Regions from separate parts of the Gossypium hirsutum genome. Here region 2 is linked to region 1. Evidence: chromatin contacts called from public Hi-C data. All regions are on one chromosome and are shown on one strand. Each heading gives the region's core, a stretch centred on a gene start, on an enhancer-like site or on the middle of the called end of the contact. The rest is flanking DNA. Distances are from core to core; before and after follow the strand shown.

Region 1 (5,840 bases), core at 1,925-4,424:
CAGGAATGGAACTCCCGAGCAGAAACAGGGTACTGATGGTCGTTTACTAGGGGATGCTTAAATTTTGACGGCACCCCCAGCCTACACGTGTTATTTGCTTTTCTGGATTTTGTCACGGATCTGATGTTTTTTTTTTTAATGCTTAAAACATGTCTGGATTTCAGAATTTTTAATCTTTAGTAAAACAAACCAATTTTTCCTTTAAAGGAAAAGAACAGTTCTGAGATTTTCCGGATCTGATTTTGTATTTGTTTTATAATATTCAAAAGTAAAGCTTATACAAAAATGAAATTGGATAACTTCAAATTTGGACAAGATGGACGGTCTAAATTTTGTCGTGGGTCATGCATTTAATACTTATTTTGATTTAAATTAATTTTAAATTTTAAATATTTCATATAGTAAAATAATTCTTTTTATTTTAAATTATTTACCATATACATGTATATATTTTTGGATATTATAAAAAATTTTCATTTAAAGTATCTAAAATAAAAAGTTTGCAATTTAGATGTATATGTTACATAATTTGTTCATATTGACTACTTCTGTTAAAAAATTTAACAGAAATCTGACATGATATATTTTTTTTACGTGTGGATTGGCACAATTTATCATTATATACCACTTTAAAAATTTTTTAAAGGATTAAAATATAATTTGTTTAATAATTATTATTAATCAAAATAAAACATTTTATTATTTTCTAGGTTTGGGTTCCGGCTCACCCAGCCATCGCCGGGTCAGCACAGTCCTACGCTTGTCAAGTTAGCCGTTGCTTCCCAGCTCTGCTCAGCCATGTAGTTCCTGTATTTTCAAGTGACTTGTTCTCGAGATAGCTTGTTGCCGCTAAGATACAACTCTATCAAAGCTTCTCGATTACCTAAACTAGAAGGAATTACCCCTTCAAGCTTGTTTTCAAGTGAAACCCTTTGGAGGGAAACCGATATCCCAAACTGGGTGGTATTTTCCCACCTAGTTGTTTGTTTTCTAGCCTTGAAAATCCAAGTATGGGCATTTGACCTTAAAAATAAGACACTTGGAATTAATGTATATCTACCTCCCTGGGAAAGGTATGAAGATATCTAACTTGCCAGTTTTGATTGCATCTTCTTGAGAAACGATTGAAAGAAAAGCTTCTTATTACTTATGAAGCCCACCTGGGTCCCAAATACTTACCCAGTGGTCAAACAATTTGCTTTGCCCCTAAAATATCAAACATCCAAGTTCCAACGTCTTTTTCTTATCTGCCCTGAATGGCTAAAAAACAGCAGCCACTTGCTCAGATTAATCCACAATCCAGAGAGTTCTGACTATTGAGCTAGTATAATTTTGAAAGCTCGACACGACCGTATCGTAGCAACTAATAAATATTTAACACTCCTGTCTAGTATTTCCACTTTCTCTTAATCGTAGCTAGTATAATTTTTTAATAACTGAAATGTTTTTGATGCAACTAATCTCAAAAACCGTATTAAGCATTTAAAAAATCCAAAGATATTTTATCCACTAGCAACTAAGGTTTAACCCTTTTTTATTTTGACCTAATCTCTTTTCACATTTGTATTTGTTAGGATTTGGTAACTGTTAGCCCAAATGGCCAAATAGGATTCGAATCTCCGACTCAGATAGACTCGACCCAAAAGAAGAATGTTCGCTTATAGAGATAGTTTGCTGGGATCTTGCTGGAATGCTAGATGTTCGCAAATATAACTCGCGTAGAAAGCTCGCATGGAGGGCTCGCATTAGCCTCGCAGGAATGAGGTCGCAAGTTATGTTTGCAGAAGGGATCGTCAGTCCTACAAGAGACTCCCGCCTGTAACTAACAGGTATGAGGCTCGTTAGAGGAGTCAGTCCCAAGATCAGAAAGGATCGCTTGCTCTGTAGACATGCGTCTAAAAAGCCAAGAGAGGCCTAGGGAATGTCAACACCAAAGACAGTGAATGTCAATGCCATCGATCCCAAGACCGAGATAAAATAGTGGGCCCTATTGTAATTTGTACTAGTAGCAGTAGAAACATGTATAAATATCCTCTTCGTTCCCCTTAATACGATACGGAAAAAGAATATTACTCAATAGTATTTAGTTAAATTATCATTTTGGTGCCTAAAATAATTTTTAGCACTTTGGCCTATATACTTTATTTTTGCTATTAACTTTAGCCTTTATATTTTATTTTTGCTATATAAAATAAAACGTAAATTATATAAATGGTCACTCGACTATTAAAAAATTTCTTATTAAGACATTTAATTTTAAAAAATTACAAAATAATTATCCGAGTTATCAATTCATTTTTTTAGTCTAAAACCGTTAAAATACTAATGGTAGACTAATGTGGCAGTTAACTTAATGATATGTATTTTTTTCTATTATTTTTTTCCCATAATTTTCACGTAATTTTATAATTAAAAAAAACTATTTTTAACCCCCAAAACGGTGTTTTAAAATCTTAATAATCTGATACATTTTCACCTTCTTTGATTGTTGTTTATTATAACAGCAGAAACAGTGAACAGAGAAGTAAGAACACTAATGAAAATTTGAAAATTAACTGGATCAAACAACATTAGATAATTACAAGCTTGCCACCCATCCATCATTTATAGTATCAAAAGTTAAAAAAATGGGGAAATAGTGTAATTTGATTATTTTTAGTTACTGATTCAAGAACAGGTCATAGATCCCAGAAAAAATGAGACCGGGTCGGGTCACGATTCATAATCCAGCTCCAGCTTTGGCGCGATATATCTTGCCAAAAACGTGGAGAGCGGCGACAAAGGCAATGAAACAAAGAGTTATGACTAGGACAATGGTAGGGGAGATCTTCAAGCCCGGAGCGTCGTCTGTGTAGAACCAGAGCATGTTGCTCCCGAAATCAGAGCCGACGGAAGGCGAGGCAGAGGTGGCAGCGCCTCCCATAACCCTGCAGCGACGCATTCCGCCGTTGTGAAAGCTTTGCCCCTTTATTCTTCGGGGCTTTAAAGCACCCAAAACTTATCAAAACGGTACCGTTTTGGGTTTATTTTTTATTTTATTTGAACGGTTTTGGACTAAAAAGATAAATTGATAAGTTAGGCGACTTGACAATAAAATTTCTAATAATCAGATAACTGTTTATGTAATTTACATTAAAGTAAAAATGGAGATTAAAAAAATAGCACAAGTACCGAAGTGCCAAAAGAGTTTAAGCACAGAATTAAGGGTTCTGAAGGCATCTGGACGTAACCTCTAACTTAACCCGACCCGCGATCGCTTTTTCCGCGAACCTTCTTGAATCTTCCGTCGATTCCGATAACCCTAGAAGGAGCACTTCATTCTTCAAGTTTAGCAATGGAGATGAAGTCGAAGACACTACTCATACTATACGCAACTCAGACGGGAAACGCATTAGATGTAGCCGAGCGTATTGCACGAGAAGCTGAGCGAAGAGCCTGCACCGTCGTTATTCGTTCAACCGACGATTATGATGCTGTAAGTTATCTCTTCCTTTTTTCTTTTTCCATTTAAAATTATTTTTCTGAGTAACTTACTTGATACTGTTTTGCAGAATTCGTTGCCTGCTGAAGACACTGTCATTTTTGTTGTTTCTACCACAGGCCAAGGGGATACTCCAGATTCTATGAAGGCAAGGCTAACCGTAATTATTTTTCTTCAAATATCCTATTTTTGTTCCTAGTATGCCTCAAAGTTATTGTTTTCGCTTTCCTAATCTTTTATATACATACATGTATTATATTGCAGGTATTTTGGAGGTTTCTTCTGCAAAGAAATCTTGGCAGCCATTGGTTGGAAGGAATTCACTATGCAGTGTTTGGATTAGGAGATTCAGGGTACCAAAAATATAATGTAATGGTTTTCCACAGTTGATTTTATTGCATTTTTAAATTCATATCTACTGTTTTTCACATAACAATTATTTATATTATATTTTGTTTTTATTCTTCATTCTTTGTGGCTTATATCAGTTTTGTTAATGTTCCTCATCTTGGAGTACAATGTTTGAGGAACCCAATGACTTCATATACTCTTGATGACATTATGATTATTACCAAATGCCTATTTTCAATGCGGATTACTATTATCCATATTGCTTAATGAAGGCCACTAATTCCGATGTCCTGAGACATCTTCACATTGAAGCAAAAATAGGGAAACAGGGAGGCCAGTCTCGAGACATGTATTAATGTCTCGAGACACATTATGGGATTTTGATTTTTAGAGTTGGATTCAAATCCGGACTCCGCATTCGACCTCGTATAACCCCGGGGTTTAATTAATGAGATTGTTATACATTTGTAAGGCATGATTACATTCGTGATTGATATTAATTTGATTTATAGCATAAGCTATGAATACGGTGGCTTTCTATGGCTTTCTTGTTTCAGTTTCTATTAAATTGTTTGGCATGTAGTTTGATTGACGCTGTTCCTGGTGCATAATTAGAGCGAAACTTAGTTTGGCATGTGGTGGCTGCAGTTTGTTGCAAAGAAGCTTGATAAAAGACTTTCAGACCTTGGGGCTACAGCTGTTGTTGAGAAAGGTTTGGGAGATGATCAGCATCCTTCAGGGTATTATAATCTAGTACTTTTAAGAAGAATGTCATTTAACTTGGTCTGATAGTAGTTTCTTCTACAATATTCTTCTCATTTCTGCTTTCTCTAAATGATTCACTGTTGAATCAAAACCTTTTAGAAGTTAGAACATGCTGCAAAAACCATACAGAAATCAAGTAAATAAAGTCTTGTGGAAACAAAATGTTGGGGAGTGTGCATGATAATCTAGGTTTTAGAGAGATTTAACTGATTTATAGATGATAACCTAGCTTTAAAGAGAGATGTAAGCGTCCATTGGTTAATGGTTACATTCTTGGAAAGCATACTGCCGAGAGTGGATAGTTTACATCAACACTGGTATTCTGAAAAGCATTAAAAACTTTAGAAGCTACGTACTGTCATTTAGAGCTGATTGGATATGGATTAAAAGCATAGGGTAGCTTTGAGGAACCTTGTGGCTTATGTCACACAAACTTTTTACTTCATGGTTAAGAGATATCTCTATGCCACAAATGCATTCCAAGATCATCCAAGTTGAAATAAGACATGAATCTTTGTTGTTACTACTAGAAGTGCCAAATAGACTTAAGAATCATTTAGATTGAATTGCAAGAGATATGGATTTCTTCTTCACCCTCCAAAATATAGGATAGTTTTTCTTTTTTAAAAAAATTGGAACTTTAATGATGCTTAGTTTTAAATGTGAGTTAAAATGAAACTCAACTGGGATAATATATTTTCCTTCTAATTTATAAAATGTTAATTGATATTTGCACAGGTATGAAGCTGCTTTAGATCCTTGGTTATCATCATTGTGGAGTAGGTTAAATGAGATCAAGCCCCATTTCTTTCCAAAAGGTCCAGATTTTTTGGTTTCAAATGAGGAATTAATTGGCCTGCCGAAATTTCAAGTCACTTATCATAATGTCGATGACATTGATTCCCGATTATCAACTGCAACAGGTAACTCGAAAAGAAAAGAAAAAAGTAGAAGGGTATTGAGCTAGGGGATGCTAAAAATCAGAACAGGCTAATACCAAATTGTTGTTTAAGTAGTCATATTGCAATTGAATCGTCAAGATGTGTAACATGGGGGAAAAAAAAAACAACACTATTGTCCATTGACTCTAGATGATTAGTTTGGTTTGAAGTGTTTTCTCTTTCAGGGGCTGAAAAAAGAAAAAGAAAAATCAAGCAAAGCAAAGCCAAAAATCTGAACTTTCCCCTTCTCAGTCTTCTCACTGACAGAGAAAAATTAAGCGGAAAAAATGTTTTTCTTTTGA
Region 2 (5,840 bases), core at 2,151-4,650, 350 kb after region 1:
AACGGGTGTACATGAATGCTCATCACAAGACAAATACAACATTAGCATATATACATTGTGCATACCACCCTTTTCGTATATTTGTTTCGATGTTGATTCAATAGAAATCTATCAAAATGATAGATGTCTAACTAGTAACACTTGAGCAAAATTGTTTATGATATAATATATCTTTTTCCTATTCCCCAGAATTTGTAGATATAAAGAAACCAATAGTTAAATGTGAACTCACAAAGAGGTTTTCATTAAAAACCAAAGATTACAATATTTACTAAACATGTGATGTGGGAAAATAGGTGTACACAGCTTACACATAATTGTGAGAAAAGATTACAATTTTTTTGTGCACTTACGCTGCAACCTTCTTAATTGTGGAGGCATAGACGATGCAACGAACATACTTATATTGTTATATTAGCAGCTTGGATGAATCAGTATTGGTGGATCTTTTTAGTTGATTTATAGAAATGATTTATGTACTTTTACCTATAAAATTTTAATTATATTAGTATTAAGTAATTATATTGGTTTAGGGTTTAGGTGATGTCAAATTTTGCTATCTTAATGAACATATTTTTATATGTCTATTATACATGGTGTATAATCAGCTGAAACATTAAACCATAAAAGAAATAAATGGAAATTAACCTTAGGAAGTTTCTAAGTTTATTTAATCAAAAGCCATAATTACATTTAATAGTTGTGCAAAAGGGTTATACAACAAGAAAAGTTTTCATCATCTTTGGTTTGGTTGGTGCATAAGATTTCCATCCATTACCTGGGAAAATTTAGGATCGCCCTTTACATCTGCAAAGTTAGGTCCATCACCAGGACCGTTAGGTACGATATTTGGAGCATCTTCAACAGGAATGCCTCTGTCGCGCCTTTCACCTTGGCCTTAACCTCCTCCTCTACCTCAACCCAACCTTTGCCTTGACCATCGCCATTTTGCTCAATACCAACACCTTCATCCACGGGTACACCTTCGCTACAATATAATTGTAGATTCCTCTTACGTATTCCAACATTCAAAAACTAGATGATCATTTCGAAGTAACAGAGCCTTTCCCTGCCAATACATGTATGTTTTACCGTTGTCCCTACACCATTCTATGTATATTTCAAAAGCTACAAAACTTTCACCCTCGATCAATGCAACTTATGGATGACGTTGAAGATGATATCTCTAATGTCACACGTGTTGTACAAAGTGACCTAATTATGCTATCACTGAAACGCAAATAAATGTTATGATATACATCATGTTCTTAGGATCTATCGAAATTCCAAGACCCATCTCGAACTATCGTAAAACTTGATCTAGTTGATGTTATTTAATGCAAGAAAAAACAAATTATGAGGGCACAGATGATGAAAACATGCTTTGTGCACATGTGCCTTTGTCGGAATTATTGTTGCAATCTCTTTTACTTGGTATGACATCTACATAAATTGCAATCACAAAGAAACAATGAATTAAAGTTCTACTATGAGGTGATATTTAATTAAATTAAATTCAATTACGCCTCATATTGACACTAAATCATCCTTCCAATATGTAATATGGTCACGATGCTTGGACCACCTAAAAAATCACAAAATTTTAGTACAAATATAAAACATTTAGAAAGTAATTGATTTTATGGTTTAATGGTTTAACGTTTACATTTTTACTGTAAGAAAATCGAGAGGTTCAGAGGGTATAGGCACAATAAATTAAAGTCAATACCACCCTTACAACTGTAAAATCATAAGGCAATCATTCACTTCTTTGTTCCCCACTCTACACCCCTTTGCACAATGCCTTGCATAAGCAAGCCAAAATTGTAAAGCACCAACTATATGTACCATTTGTTAAAGAATTAGATGACAACGAGAGTGACACAGTATAAACTAAGTTGCCAGTCTTTTTTAGCATCAAAACGCCTCCGATTAATCAAGAATGTATGCTCAAGAATAACAATCAATATCAGTGGGTGTTAGATTCTTATGGAGATGATTGAATCACCTCGTCAATTCTAGCTTAACTTTACATGATTCTTATTGAAATAAGATGAAAGGTCGATACCTATTCTGAAAGCGTCATAAAGGATTTGCCCTAGACTATGCTTGAATTTTTCTATTATAATATGTTTGTCTACCAGAAACCCCATCAACAACGTTATATCTTCTAGCGTTATTGGCACTTTGCTGTATTAGAGATAAAACATAGATATGAGTGACAGAACGTAAGTAACTCTCCCAATTTGGCTTACGTGGAAGAATTTAGTACCTCTTAATTGATGAATGATTCTGTCGCCAGGCAAACCTATACTCGTATTGTTGCGAAGCCAAGCCACAAGATAATATTGAAGTGTCATTAAACTCCGACCAACATGCCCTTCTTAGGATCTCAATAAGTTGCAGCCATTATAGAGCAATTGATAATTGTAATTTAGAGGTACTTAGTTGTGTAAAGGGAAGGTAGAATGTAAAATATGTTTTGTTTTGTTTTACCGTGCAAAATTAACAAGTTTAATTGCCTATTTATAGTTTCTGAAATCATGGTTATGCTATGATTTTAAGTGAAAGTCAACAACCACATGTGTTAACTTCAACTTATATTTTTATTAAAATTTATTAAGGTTACATTATCTATTTTTTTTAAAGTAATAACGAAGTTGATATCACTAAATGTCGAGTTTATGATTTAGGTTTATCTGCAACTGTTTCAAAATTTATTTTCAATTGTTACCGATTAATTTTAAAATTTTTCTCATGAACTTGACACTAATTGATATGGAGGTATAATAATCATAACAAAATAGTTAACTCTTCTTTCAAAAGCATACAAAAAAACTTGAAAGGATTGTTAAGTATCCTTAGCTCAACACCCAATAAATATAGAAATACTCTTAAAGAAACATATTCTAATAAATTTCCCTCAAAGATATATTAGTAAATAATATACAAAAATATATAACACTATATTTTTAATAGAAAAATATAAATTCAAACTTTAAAAATAATGTTAAGAAAAAAAAGAAAAGGAAGAACTACAAAATTTAAAAATAAATATTAATAACCAACAAGAAATATACGCATAATTAAAAAAATCACGGTTACTTTACATCATGTCAGTAACTATTATATAATTATTTTTTAAAAAGGTAAGTGTTTATTATAAGAATAAGTAAATTATTACTTGTTAAACTATTTAATGAAATATATAATTGGGTGAATTTACAGTCTCTTAAAATTTTTCCTTTTTTGTTTTGTTCAGATCCCTTACTACTTTTTTTTTTTTTAATTTCACCTCATCTGACCTTTTTGCATGATCTCTCTCACATGTAGCATTTTAAAACGATTGCAAATAATATAATAATTATATATCAGAATTACTTATATATAAAGGTGGTCCTGCTGAGTCTATGGCTGACTGACTTCGAGGGAGCTCGTGTAAGATAAGCAGATAAAAAAAATATATTCCCTCCAGCTACCTTTCTTTTTGGTTTTTTCTTTGGGTTAATTTTAAGCCAAAACTGAACAACCTCTTCAACCAAACCCCATATTCATATACATATATATAGTTTCACTGAGTTTGAAAAAGTTCAAAAATCAATCTTTCCCTTCTTTCAGAATCCAAAAAGAAAAACCCAAAAGAGAGAGAGATCTGTTGGGTTGTGTTTTACTTTGTAGCAAATTAAGCTTCTTCTATTTTGTAGTATAAACTAAATCACCAGGTTTGAACCAGTAGTTTAGTTTAGGTTTCACGAAGCTGCTTCAATTCATCAAAGTATATCAGAAATGATGTCTCCAGATGGGCTTTCGATTCCCTCAACTGTCAAAGGTTTAGCTCAAGCTCAACAACCAAATCCAAACCCTAACCCTAATCCAGTGAAGAAGAAAAGAAATTTTCCAGGAACGCCAGGCAAGTTTATGTAATATCAAGTTATCACTATTATTAACTTTTAGAAGTGTATTTTCTTGATGGATTTTTGTTGAATTAAGCAGATCCAGATGCAGAGGTTATAGCTTTGTCCCCAAAATCTCTCATGGCGACCAACAGATTCCTCTGTGAAATCTGCAATAAAGGTTTCCAAAGGGACCAGAATTTACAACTCCATAGGAGAGGTCACAATCTGCCATGGAAGCTGAAGCAAAGAACAAACAAAGAAGTTAGAAAGAAAGTTTACATCTGCCCTGAAAAGACCTGCGTTCACCATGACCCATCCAGAGCTCTAGGAGACCTCACTGGCATCAAGAAGCACTTCAGCCGGAAACACGGCGAGAAGAAATGGAAGTGTGAGAAATGTTCCAAGAAATACGCAGTTCAGTCGGATTGGAAAGCTCACAGTAAGATTTGTGGCACTCGAGAGTATAGATGTGACTGTGGAACTCTCTTTTCCAGGTAACTCCAAATGCTTATATATAGTTTATGGGGAATTTCGTATGATTATTAGTTTTTTGGAGTATTTAATGAGGTCTGACCCTAAAATGGCTGCTCTTAGTTAACGATTCGAGAAGGGTTTTTATTAGTTTCTTTCTTTTTATATCATACAGGAAGGATAGCTTCATAACTCATAGAGCTTTCTGCGATGCTTTAGCTGAAGAAAGTGCAAGATTCACCTCGGTTTCAACGAATGTTAACCCAGCGGCAGCATCCTTTAGAAATGATTTGATACATGGGGCCAATAACAATGGGATGCACCAATTTTCATCAGGGTTTAGGCCAGAGTTCGGTGGTTTAGAGCTAGTCGACAACCTCAACTCAAATGGGCAAAACCCAAGGCTACAGTTATGGCTTGACGAAGCTAATAACCCTTTTGGTATCCCCAGTAATACAAACGCTTTCTTAGCACCAAAATCTACAAGCTTTCCTGACTTGGGAATGGCACCAATGAACATGTTTGGATCACTGACTACACACTGGCTCGGCAAGTACCCAGAAGATGCATCATTTGCAGGTGCAAACCTCAACATGTCAGCATTGCGACAAGGACCAAAACAAGAAGAAGAGAACAAGGGAGATTTGTCTGAATCCATAACATCTTTGTATTCCAACAATAGTCTCCAACAACAACAACAACAAAACCACACTCACATGTCAGCCACTGCACTCTTGCAAAAAGCAGCCCAGATGGGATCTACAAGAAACAACCCAGCAATTAACAACAGTGGCTTTGGGTTAATCAGCTCCAACACTTACGACCAAAACAAGAACCATGTTTACAAGCTATTCAAGCAAACGAACGACCAATCTGACAACATAAATGAATTAGTGAGTTCACTGTCCTCAAATCAAGCAGCCATTGTGAAAGACGGGTCTGCATTAGATGATTTAAAGTCGAGCTCATTTGTTAGAAACGCCAGCAGCAAAGGGAAACAAGGTGACCAAGCGGTTGTACTTGCATCGAAGCTGAATAACACAAATTCAAATGAAGTTGAATCGAGCTTAACCAGAGATTTTCTTGGCGTGGGAGGTGAATCAAGCAGACCGTTGTTGCAACAAGAGCTAGCCAAGTTTGCTTCAATGGGTTCCATTCACCCATGGAGTTGATTTAGAGTAGTGGACACTCACACCATGTAAATCAAACAACGAGTCATGGACTGGGAAATGGAGTCTTGTGAAAGGTGGTGGGGGCCACTGGACTGCGGTGGTGGAAGAGACTGAAGAGAAAAAGAGACTTGGCAGTGGTTTGGGCCCTCCATGCACGTAGATTTTTCACCGTTTTTATTACTACTATAGTTCCTGTGTTTTTTTTCTTTCAACTTTCATTAATTTGCATTGTCTTTTCATCCCTTCTACTGTGACGGCTATGACAAATTTCCTAGCTGGACTCCAAATAAAATCAGACAAT

What was found. A called contact is a pair of places that touch in the nucleus more often than the background predicts.
Region 2: a contact with region 1 is called in a Hi-C map of leaf, with 2.1 times the contacts expected there. The contact joins the promoter of LOC107953219 here to the promoter of LOC107953212 in region 1. A contact is called at or near these places in 5 of 34 Hi-C or Micro-C datasets (anther, hypocotyl, leaf and 1 more).

The regions. Positions count from the first base shown.
Region 1 is chrA07:22,575,128-22,580,967 of Gossypium_hirsutum_v2.1, forward strand. LOC107953212 (NADPH-dependent diflavin oxidoreductase 1) reads left to right here and starts at 3,175. Exons shown (of 12, transcript XM_016888449.2): 1 at 3,175-3,475; 2 at 3,552-3,629; 3 at 3,746-3,850; 4 at 4,481-4,572; 5 at 5,336-5,520. The coding sequence starts at 3,335. It overlaps LOC107953209 (protein disulfide-isomerase 5-1), which reads left to right. Exons shown (of 5, transcript XM_016888447.2): 5 at 4-315.
Region 2 is chrA07:22,924,543-22,930,382 of Gossypium_hirsutum_v2.1, forward strand. LOC107953219 (zinc finger protein BALDIBIS) reads left to right here and starts at 3,401. Exons shown (of 3, transcript XM_016888457.2): 1 at 3,401-3,910; 2 at 3,994-4,390; 3 at 4,543-5,840. The coding sequence starts at 3,787. The coding sequence ends at 5,539.